Regions from separate parts of the Arachis hypogaea genome. Here region 1 is linked to region 2. A link is a contact called in public Hi-C data. All regions are on one chromosome and are shown on one strand. The core of a region is the stretch at or near the end of the contact, and the rest is flanking DNA. Distances in the headings are between cores, read along the strand shown. Region 1 holds the start of LOC114925719 (pectin acetylesterase 9-like). Region 2 has its middle 25 kb from the start of LOC112764509.

Region 1 (5,059 bases), core at 1,817-4,316, 150 kb after region 2:
TTTAAAAAAAAGAATTATACCTTTATTAGTCAATCTTAAATTTGAATAATGAAAATGAGTTTTTTAAAGAAAAATCAATTGGATGTTTGATTACTTAATAGTACACTTATCAATGTAATTTTCATATTTATTATTTGATTACTTAATAACATACTTATCATAAACCGAATTAGTTAGATTCGGATATATATATATAAAAGTTATACAATAAAAATCATTTGTATTAATTATTTAATAATTTTTGTGCATAACAGTAACATAGTATTACAAATTTTATTTAAATATACATACATAATAATCTTTTTATATATAAGTGGAATCCAATAATATGAAATAGTAGTAGACTTAAAAAAAGGTTATCTGCGCTATCAAAAGTAGAAAATGAAATAGTATTTTATCCTATACAATGATTTTTTATGCATAACAAATTAAAAATTTCTAAAAAAAAAATAACAATTATTAGTATCAATTAATATATATTAGCTAATTTTGACATTAGATTAATATTTGAACCGCACTATGGACAGGTTTTACAGTAGTAAAAATTTATAATTTGGTCCACTAAACATCGACATTTCTAGTTAATATAAATATTCCTTTCAAAAAAAGTAAGTGTAACTCATTTTTGTCCTCAACGTTTAGGGTAAATCTTATTTGTGTTCCTAACGTTTAAATCGTCCTATTTGTATTTCTAACGTTTGTAAAAGTGATTCAATATTATCCTGCCGTCAATTACACATCATGAGTGCTTTAGTTTGAGTTTTAAAAATCTCTTCTTGAAGTTAGAATACAAATGTCTGGGATAGAATCGATGATCTACTCCGAAAAATACCTCATCAAATGTTGAAACTAATTCCTACAACATTTACATAATTCACTTTTCTAGGGATATAATTGAATCTAAACATAAATAGTTGGTATAATATTAAAATCGAACACATCCAAGTAAGACCTAATTGAGAATGAATACATCCAAGTGAGAATAATTGAAAAAATATAATCTGATTTGTTAGTATAATTGATAGTAGGATAACATTGAATCACTTCTATAAACGTTAAGGATACGCAAATAGGACGATTTAAACATTAGGGACACAAATAGAACTTACTCCAAACGTTGGGGACAAAAACTATACTTTACTCTAGTAATAAATAAACTAAAGTTTACCAACTCAAAGGGAGTATTCTAATCGAAAGTACAACGCTAAGTTCCAAGACATTAAATTTTTATGACTATGGCGACTTATTATTGTGGCAGTCTAGGGAATATATCTTAAATATGTCATAGGTTTTAGTAAGAAAATAATCTACGGTTAAGGAATTTTTGTCCTAATAAATCCAAATATATAGACATTAATAAATATAAAATTAATATGAGCAGTATTTTCATTAAATCACATAATTAAGTATGACATAGATAATTTGGTATAAAGTAAAAATATACTTTGAGTAATGCTTAGCTTGTTGTGTTTAGAATTGTTTAATTGTATGGTTAAATATATGTTTACTTTTGCAAAAAGCACGAGTCATTTTTGTTTTATCTAATAAATTATGAATGTTTCTCCATAGAAATCATGTTTCACTACAAAAAAAAAATGTGTTTTAGCGACAAACTTTTAGTGGCAATAACATAATGACCACTAATTCTTTAATTTAAATTATGTTTTTGCGGTAATTATATATTTGCCATCATTACTATATGTTATAGTGGCCATTATTACTATTGCCAGAAAATTATTATTTTTTATTATTTATAATTTTAATTTTTTTAAATTATTACGGTGGCCATTATCATTATTGCCACTAAACTTTATTATTACTTTCTTTTTATTATCCCTAAATGAAATTGAAAACTGGAGAGAGAAAGAGAAACTGAAAAAGGAAGAGAAGTATGGACACTGGGTTAATTCGCGTGCTTTCCTCCATCGCCGATCACCACCGCCGTAACCGTTGCCATCGCCGACAGTCGCCGTCCATCATCCTACTCCTTGGACCTCATTTCCATCCGATCCACCTCAGATCCGCATCGCTTTCATCATTTGTTCATCTCAGATTTACGTCGCCAAGGTCTTCTAGCCACTGTTATTGTTCTTGTTACAACACCGCACCTCCGCCGCTGTCGGTAGGTCTTCTCCATTTATTTTTCGATTTAGGTTTCAATATTTAGAAGCCTGTGATTCTCTCTCTATATTATTACTTTTGCTCTGTTTGCTTGAAGTGTTTAAGCTAAAATTGAAGTGTTTAAGTGTTTGTTTTTGATTTTGAGATAACAGCCAAATATTATCTAATGGAAAGGCCTTTGGATGCTTCACGAGCGGTTCGATTCTTATAAATGGAAGGAATGAATGAATCCTCTCCTTCAAGAAAATTATTGGCTTTGTGACACAAGATGATGTAGTTCATGGAAACTTGACAGTGGAAGAGAATCTCTGGATTAGTGCACAATGCAGGTACATTATATTGCTGCACATTCTAACTGAACTATGTTGTTACTCTTGAGTGCTAGAAATGTACTTATTCAAGTGAATTTTTTTGTTAATGTTAAAGGTTATCAGCTGACTTGTCAAAACAAGAAAAAGTTCTAGTTCTTGAAAGAGTTATTGAATTCTTGGGGCTTCGATCTGTGAGGAATTCCTTGGTTGGAACGGTGGAAAATCAAGGGATCTCTGGCTGCCAAAGGAAGCGTGTAAATGTCGGATTAGAAATGGTTATGGAACCTTCACTTCTGATCTTGGATGAACCCACTTCTAGTTTGGACAGTGCATCATCTCAGCTTCTTTTAAGAGCTCTAGGATGCAAAGCGCTTGAGGGAGTGAACATTTGCATGTTGGTTCACCAACCCGGGTAACTTCTTATTAAATTATCCAAGTTGAAATCTGCATGAGAAAACATTTTGCAGATTAATCTTATGCTTCCCTCACAATGATTTGATGATTGATTTTGATACTTCAGCTATGCATTGTTCAAGATGTTTGATGGCCAAAATTTTTGCAGCCTAGAGTCTTTGAATTCGGAAGGCAAGGTTTGTATTTTCTATATCCTCTTCTGCGGCTTGTTCATATGAGTATGAATGAGAACACTTGCCACTGTTTCAAGAACTTGAAGGATTTGAAGCCATTTGGCGCAAGTTCAGCGGGTCAATCTCTGGAAAACTTTGGTTTCCTAGTTTCTCTTGCCAAAAGTAATTCTTTTACCCAATATTCTCTCTTGTAGAACATTTGAGTACTTCTTTAGTTAATCAAGTAATTGAGAAAAAAATAAAAAGCAATCTAATCTGTTTAATTTGACTGAAATAGTAATTTGTTTTATATTAAAAATTTGATCAGAAAGAGGCAAAAACTCATTTGCCAGAATTGGATGCAAGAGATGGAATTTCTATTGACATGGAAGACATTGGAACTTCTCAAGTTTGGAATATGCGCTATAGGTATTCTATAATTTCACTGATTAAAAGAAAAAATAATTGTGAACTTTGATCTTATTAATTTCTTTAAGTTTTCTTTGCATTTTGTCATGATCTTTATAAGACATTGGGACTAAAATTTTCTTTTGTTGGATTATTATTTCCTCTTGGAGCATCAGATACTGGCCAAACAATAAAAGCAGGATGTACCTGCTTGAGAACACTGGTGAATTTTCTAGCTTTGCCTTTGGCATATATAGTTTTAAATTAAGGATCTTATGTGAGAATGGTTTTTCAACTTTCGATTTCAATTTCAATTTTGCAGGAGATTTTGTGAAAGCCAATGGACTCCAAGAAGGAGATTTCGTGAAAGCCAATGCACATATATGTATATAATCTGTGCTTTACCTTTTAGTTGAACATTATATATATATATATATATATATATATATATATATATATATTCCCGAGCCTAAAGAATTAGAGGATCTTTGGGATTTGTAGGGGAATGAAATAAGGGGGATGTATATTGTATATGAATATTATATATTATTGTATGTGACTAGTTCCAGAGAAAATACTAGTGCTGAATTATTATTGTTTGATAAGATTTCTGGATTAATTTTTGTTCCTTATTCAAAGTAATGCATTGGATTATGATAAGTAGTATTATATAACTTATGAACATTTCTATATATTCTTCCTCGATCAGTAGACGGTGCCTTCAGTAGTATTATATTCAAGACTTGGTGTGTTTATTCTTTTTTCCATTAACTTGCATCATTAGCTCAGGAAAACTACACAAGAATTTGACATTTTGAAGTGTTTCCATGCAGTGCTTCTTTCCACAATGTGTTGAGATATATATCGACTCCTTATTTTATCTTGAATTCAGCCTATGATGTATTTCAAGTAAGAATTCCGGACATATTTTGTAGACTATATTTGCATATATCTTGGTTAATGTCATTGGCAGAATGTAGGATGAATAAAACTTCTCATGTCAACAGTTCCATCATATATTGGTGCCACCTTCTGCTAATATGCATGGACATTGGAACAAGTGCAAATTGGACCCAGCAGCATGCACACCACTCCAAATCGCCATATTTCAAGGTTCCTCTTTCAATTGTCATATTAACCATTCAGTTTTTGAAATCACCCCGATGTGTTAGTATTTTCAATATTTTGTCAAAGAACTACAAACTTTGCTTCATACATGTTCAAAACCGGTTTTGCTGACTATAATAAGTGCATTTTGTTCAGATTTTAGGCTCGACATGCTTGCAACTTTGAGACCTTTCGCAATCTATTTGGGAAGAGGAGGAATGTTCATAAACTCATGTTTTGCTCACTGCCAAAGTGAATCACAAGATACGTGGTTTGAAGATGATTCCCCAAGAATAAACAAGGTATTAATTGCTATGAGACTTTGTTATACTGTGCATTGTTCAACACGATAATAGGCTAGTGGTAATCAATTGCACCAAACATGCGTTTAGTGTTATAGGACAAACAAGAGTTTAAAGCAAATAGGCTGAACAGTATTAGTGATCTTTACACTCACAACTAGTGAATTTTCTAAGTCAGTAACACTTAAAATTCTGTCTTTTGCAGACAATTGCAGAAGCAGTTGGTGATTGGTATTTTAGCAGA
Region 2 (5,513 bases), core at 473-2,972:
TCTCCATCACTTTCACTTTATTAATTTTCTTTGTTAAGCTGGTAATTTGGTGGCCACAAGTAGTGAATTGTGTACTTTAGAGAAAAAGGTATTCTGTACACCATTTTGTACATTTACGTAGTTGATTAGTAGAAAAGATTATATGGCATATCAATGTTTTTTTTTTTTTTTTAATCTTTGTATTATTTAAGGTGATTATGGATTTATGGTGGTTATTTACATAAAAAAGTTATTTGGGCAATAACACACTAGTTTTAATGACGTGACAACAAATTAGATGGGAGTGGATCATCTCCAGTGAGAAAAAAACTGGATGGTATACAGTGTTCAATCTAACCATTCATTACTCTCTCTCTTATTTATTTCTGGTCCCACTCATAGAATCAAATGTGATAGATCACACTGTATTTTATCAATTGTTAAAAAAACTGGAGATGTATGAGTAATGCATGGAATAACTTAAATTTGAAGTGAACTTTTTTATTACATAATTTAATCATAATTTATTAATTATTAGAGAAAAAAAAAGTTAAAGTTCTTATATTTATTACATTCAAATAGTTTTATAACTTTTAATTCTAATAAATACTCTTTATATGACTATTTCCAAATGTAGTTTATTTTTCTGCTTTTATTTCTTGTTTTTTATTTATGTATATATTATTTTGAAAGAGTACTACGCTTAAAATTGAAACAAAAGATAATTTTAATAGAATTAAGATATACTTAACTTTAATGGAAATGGTAAATTGATTTTGAAACTTACAAAATCATGCTTTTTAATTTTATATATATATATATATATATATATATATATAATATAAAAGCAAGCATACTTTTAATAAATTGTGGTCGAATTCATATATCATGTACAAATATGGTAGAACTAGGATGGTGCAGAAATACAAAGTTACAAATAGCTTAACCACATACTACAACTACCGGTGGAGATAAGGTTCTTAATCGAGCTAGGATATACTTAAGAAAGTAAAGTGTATTCCTAATATGGAATAAGACTCAATGTTCCAAAATTTTTTTAAAAAATAAACATTCAATCCCAGACAAATTTTTATTTTTTAAAAATTTTTGAAAATTAATTTTATTGAATAGATTGGTTTTTTTCTGCCGTTTTGAAGAGCAAATAATTTGTCTTAGAGTGGTATTTTTTGAAAATTTAATTGTTTTATAATAAATTTTTTGAAAATTTTTTTTTATCCAATATGTACATTAAAAAATTAATTGAAAGTGACAAAGAAACTAATTTGTCTTACGAGAATAATTTTTAAAGATTTTTTGAGAATAAAAATTTGCCGAGGATTAAAATACCCGATCTGAATTTTTTGAGTATGAATTTAAATATTTACTCTTTTAAAAATGTTCAATGCAATTTGATTAATAAGTTTTATAACTCTAAACCACATTGGTCCCTTAGTCACTAATTCAATTAACAAAATGGCTAGCTGATACGACACACTAAAAAGTGAGTTAGTGAGACTCAATTTGGTTCCTCAATAGACTAAATTAATCCCAAGTCCACAAATAAAATAAAATAAAAAAAAACTAAATTAATCCATCAACAAATTGAATCTCACAAATTTAGTTTATCTCATTTTTTTTGGTCGTGGAGTTCATCTCAATTTAGATGTGATCGTATTTTAGTGCAATGGTTCATGGGTATCCGTTTGTTTATTTTTTATTTTTTGGGTCTTGGGTTTTTAAAAAGACTGTTGGGCCTCGCCCATTTAATAGGCATGCTTTATTGCTGGTTACTTACTCTCTGCCTTTGATATGTTCTATTAAGTTACAAGTTCGAAAAAAAATTGAATTGGTCATTGAACCTCTTTAGCTATTGATTCATTAGTTTATTGATTCAATCAATTTAATTATAGTTTAGTTAGAATAACTATTTTATAATAAAATAATAAATAAATACACTAAAATATAATTATAATCTAATATAAACTTTAAAATGTCATCTAAATAAAAATATTACATCATCCGTAATATTATAATCTCATGTAAATACAAACTCAATAATTAAATATCACAATCACAAGATCAAAAATAGCACTGCAATAACAGTAATTTATCAAATTAACAAATTCGAGAACATGAACTCAAATCAAAATAATTATTCAAATTAATAATTAGGCAAAAATATAACAACCTAACAATCACATAGCATCTCAACAATAATTTATCAAATTACTAAATTAACAAGATCAAGAACATGAACTTAGATCAGAATAATTGTTCAAATAAACAATTAGACAAAAATACAACAACGTAATAATCACAGGGTCAAAAAACAACACCTCAAGAATAATTTATCAAATTACCAAATTAATAATATCAATAACATGAACTTAAATCAGGATCACAACAATTAAAATAGCTAAAACCAAAAAAGAACAGCAACCTAAATACAAGTTTGTTTTTTCCCAAATATTAGAATAAGCTTGTGGTTGACTATCATTGGAATCAAGAGGATGAGAAGCTTCATTTGAACTAAGAGGATTATAGGCCAAATTTTTTGGATGCATTATTGTAACACCCTACTATACAGAGCTTTACATCTAGGACGTAAATCAGAGGTGGCGAGGCGCTACGACCTCTAAAAGTAAAAATACATAATATAATATAACCGAAGGAAATTGTAACTAGGAGCCTTGAAAGATAAGGTAATAAAAAACGAAACAGAAATCGCATCACTCACGATCGGATCAATGCATAAAGGTAGATAAGGTCAAACGGAAAAGGATAATACATATATATAAGATTAGAGTTTCAAAGATACAATTAACAAGCTCTTGGCTCGACCTGTGAAGCAAAGGCTGACGAGAGTATACATATACATATACATATATGTAACCCCAAAGAGTAATCCCAACACACAAGCTACAAACCTGTTTCTCCAAGTCAACCTCTAGGAGGGACAAAATGCAAAATATACATAGCGGATAATCTATATACATATATACATCAGCAAAATACAAACCCTAAAATCCAAAATAGTTCTTCACTTCCAAAGAGTCTTTAGAAAGCTCAAAGAGGTGCCTCTCAACCTGCATCTGAAAAATAACAACACGTATGGAATGAGAACTAGAGGTTATCAGCATGGTAAAGGTGCCCACATAGATAATATATAAGGTCCCAAGAAAGCCAGAGGCGATTCTAGAACTTTGATACTCAGATTTAAAACTGGAAACCATAAACAGGGTAGTTTGTCTAAGGCTCTTAACCCTAACTCAATTCTAACTTAATTCTAACTTATTCCCTTAGCATCTCGTCTTCTTTCAATCCCCCAAAACTCTGGTGGAACTGCTCTTGTTACTCCTCTGCCAAACGAGGGGCCTCTCAGTTGCACAAACATACAATGCAGAGAAAGAAATCACAAAAAGGATGCAGTTACAGCAAGAAAATCATATAGCAAGTAAGCATAGATATTCAAATAGGCAAACCAAGTAATGCAAACTCAAACAAGACAAACAAATGCATATGATGTATGCCTTTTCTACTGGCCGTGAGTTCACGTGTCAGACACACTCGGTAGCTAACCCGGATATCGTCTCTCTGACTTGCTCCACACTCTTGGGATATAGTGCCTGTTACAGTCTTGGAATATAGTACCTGCCATACTCATAGGATATAGTGCCTGCCGTATTTCCCAGGATAAAGTGTTCCCACACTCTTGGGATATAGCGTCCGCCACACTCTTGGGATATAGTTCCCACCACACTCTTGGGATATAGTGCCCGATACATTTCCCAGGGTAAAGTGCTCACACACTCTTGGGATATAGCACCCGCCACGTTCTTAGGATATAGTACCTGACACACTCATGGGATATAGTACCCGACACACTTTACAAATAGAGAAAAAACTTAAACATACTCAACATCAACAATCTCAATCAGGCCTCAATTATCATATTCATTCATTCAATATCTTTATGGCCAATATTCGTCAATTATAAAAATTTTCACACTTTCTAAATTAATCATAATCATTTAATCATCAATCATATTTCAATAATAATTCATCATTTCAATTAATCGGCATCATTTCAGCCTCAAACATCTCAGACTCAGCCTTCTATACTTTCTCAGCTCATTCAATATCAACTTAACTGTTATTCACCTCATATACATTTACAACTTCCTAACTCAAGTTCTTTTTTTCTCTACTTCCTCTATGGGTCTACTATCCTTCTTAAACTCAAGAGCTAGGTATCGGACCAAAAAGGATAGGTAAAAGAGGTTGGAAGCTAGAGAATTGGTAAAACCTAAAAAAAAAAACTCACTTGTGCTGCAAAAAAGGGGGCTCGCGTACGCGGCCTTGAAAATCTTCCATCCCGCGTACGTGTCACTTGCCCGCATACGCGGATGTGCGAACCTGAAATGAAATCCTGCGGCGCGTGCGTGTGTCTCGCGTACATAGAGGTGTGAAAAGCGAGGGTCCACATACATGGGATTGCTCTGCGTACATGAGACGTATGAGCAGTGCCCACCGTCCATGTCGCGTGTGCCAGTCGCGTACGCATTTCTCCATTTTCCCCCAAAAACTAGCAAAGTTCCATAATTCACCTTTCGCGCACCAAACTGCAAATTCACATAACTCTTTTGTTTTAAAATATTTTTCATACGTTCTTCAAACGGCATAAACTTCACGGATCTAAATTTTCATTTAAATCAAGTTTGATGAAAATTGAGGGTCCAGAAGCCGAGTTATGGCTTACTGAAGTTGTTCCAAAATTAGATTTTTCAAAAGCAACATTAGTCCTCATTTTCTACCAAAACCTCAAAACACATAACCTCTTTTCACAACCATTACAAACCCATACTCATAATCATTATTCGTTATCAATAACTCCTAACCAAATTACTCTCAATCATTTTCGATACAAACCATACATAATCTTCTCTATGCAACATCATTTTCATAATTCATTATCATCACACAATCTCATCACCATTATTATTCAACATTTACCATCATCAATCATTCAATATACATTTCAACCACCAAAATAATAATTATCAACACAAGTCATTAATCCTCAACCATACATACCATACAACCTATCTTAGGATCATTTAGCCTAAATTTTCACGACACATTACATGTTACCAATGAAAAAACTAAACCATACCTTAGCTGATTTCTCCCTAATGCTAGAGCACCTTAATTTCACCGTTTCCTCAAGCTTTCACTTCACCAAAATCACACCAAAACTGGTCTCCAGCTTCCAAGGTTCCAAATCCACAAGTTCAACCACCAATTGGACTCTAAATCGACATAATTCAATCTATTTCCACATTATATTATTATATTTAACATCAAGCTTACTAATTCAATAATCCACAAAGGGTTTAAGGGTTCTTACCTTTCTCAAGTACCAATAGAATAAAACCCAATAATTTTCTCAAGCTAATTCAAGCCTAAAGCATCAAAATCACAAAATCTCTCAAACCCAAAATTCTAAATTTTCTAATTAAAGAGAGGAAGGATGA

What was found. Hi-C and Micro-C count contacts between places; a contact is called where the count stands out from the background.
Region 1: a contact with region 2 is called in a Hi-C map of leaf, with 2.8 times the contacts expected there. The contact joins the promoter of LOC114925719 here to the enhancer-like site in region 2. A contact is called at or near these places in 2 of 8 Hi-C or Micro-C datasets (both in leaf).

The regions. Positions count from the first base shown.
Region 1 is chr17:43,013,275-43,018,333 of arahy.Tifrunner.gnm2.J5K5, forward strand. LOC114925719 (pectin acetylesterase 9-like) reads left to right here and starts at 3,067. Exons shown (of 7, transcript XM_072221835.1): 1 at 3,067-3,165; 2 at 3,327-3,427; 3 at 3,729-3,791; 4 at 4,240-4,315; 5 at 4,414-4,519; 6 at 4,670-4,815; 7 at 5,021-5,059. The coding sequence starts at 3,067.
Region 2 is chr17:42,860,364-42,865,876 of arahy.Tifrunner.gnm2.J5K5, forward strand. No RefSeq gene overlaps it. Among protein-coding and RNA genes, the nearest start is that of LOC112764509, 25 kb to the left of the region's middle. Within about 2 kb of position 1,723, at least 1 of the 3 cell types and tissues checked has open chromatin away from gene starts, as enhancers often do.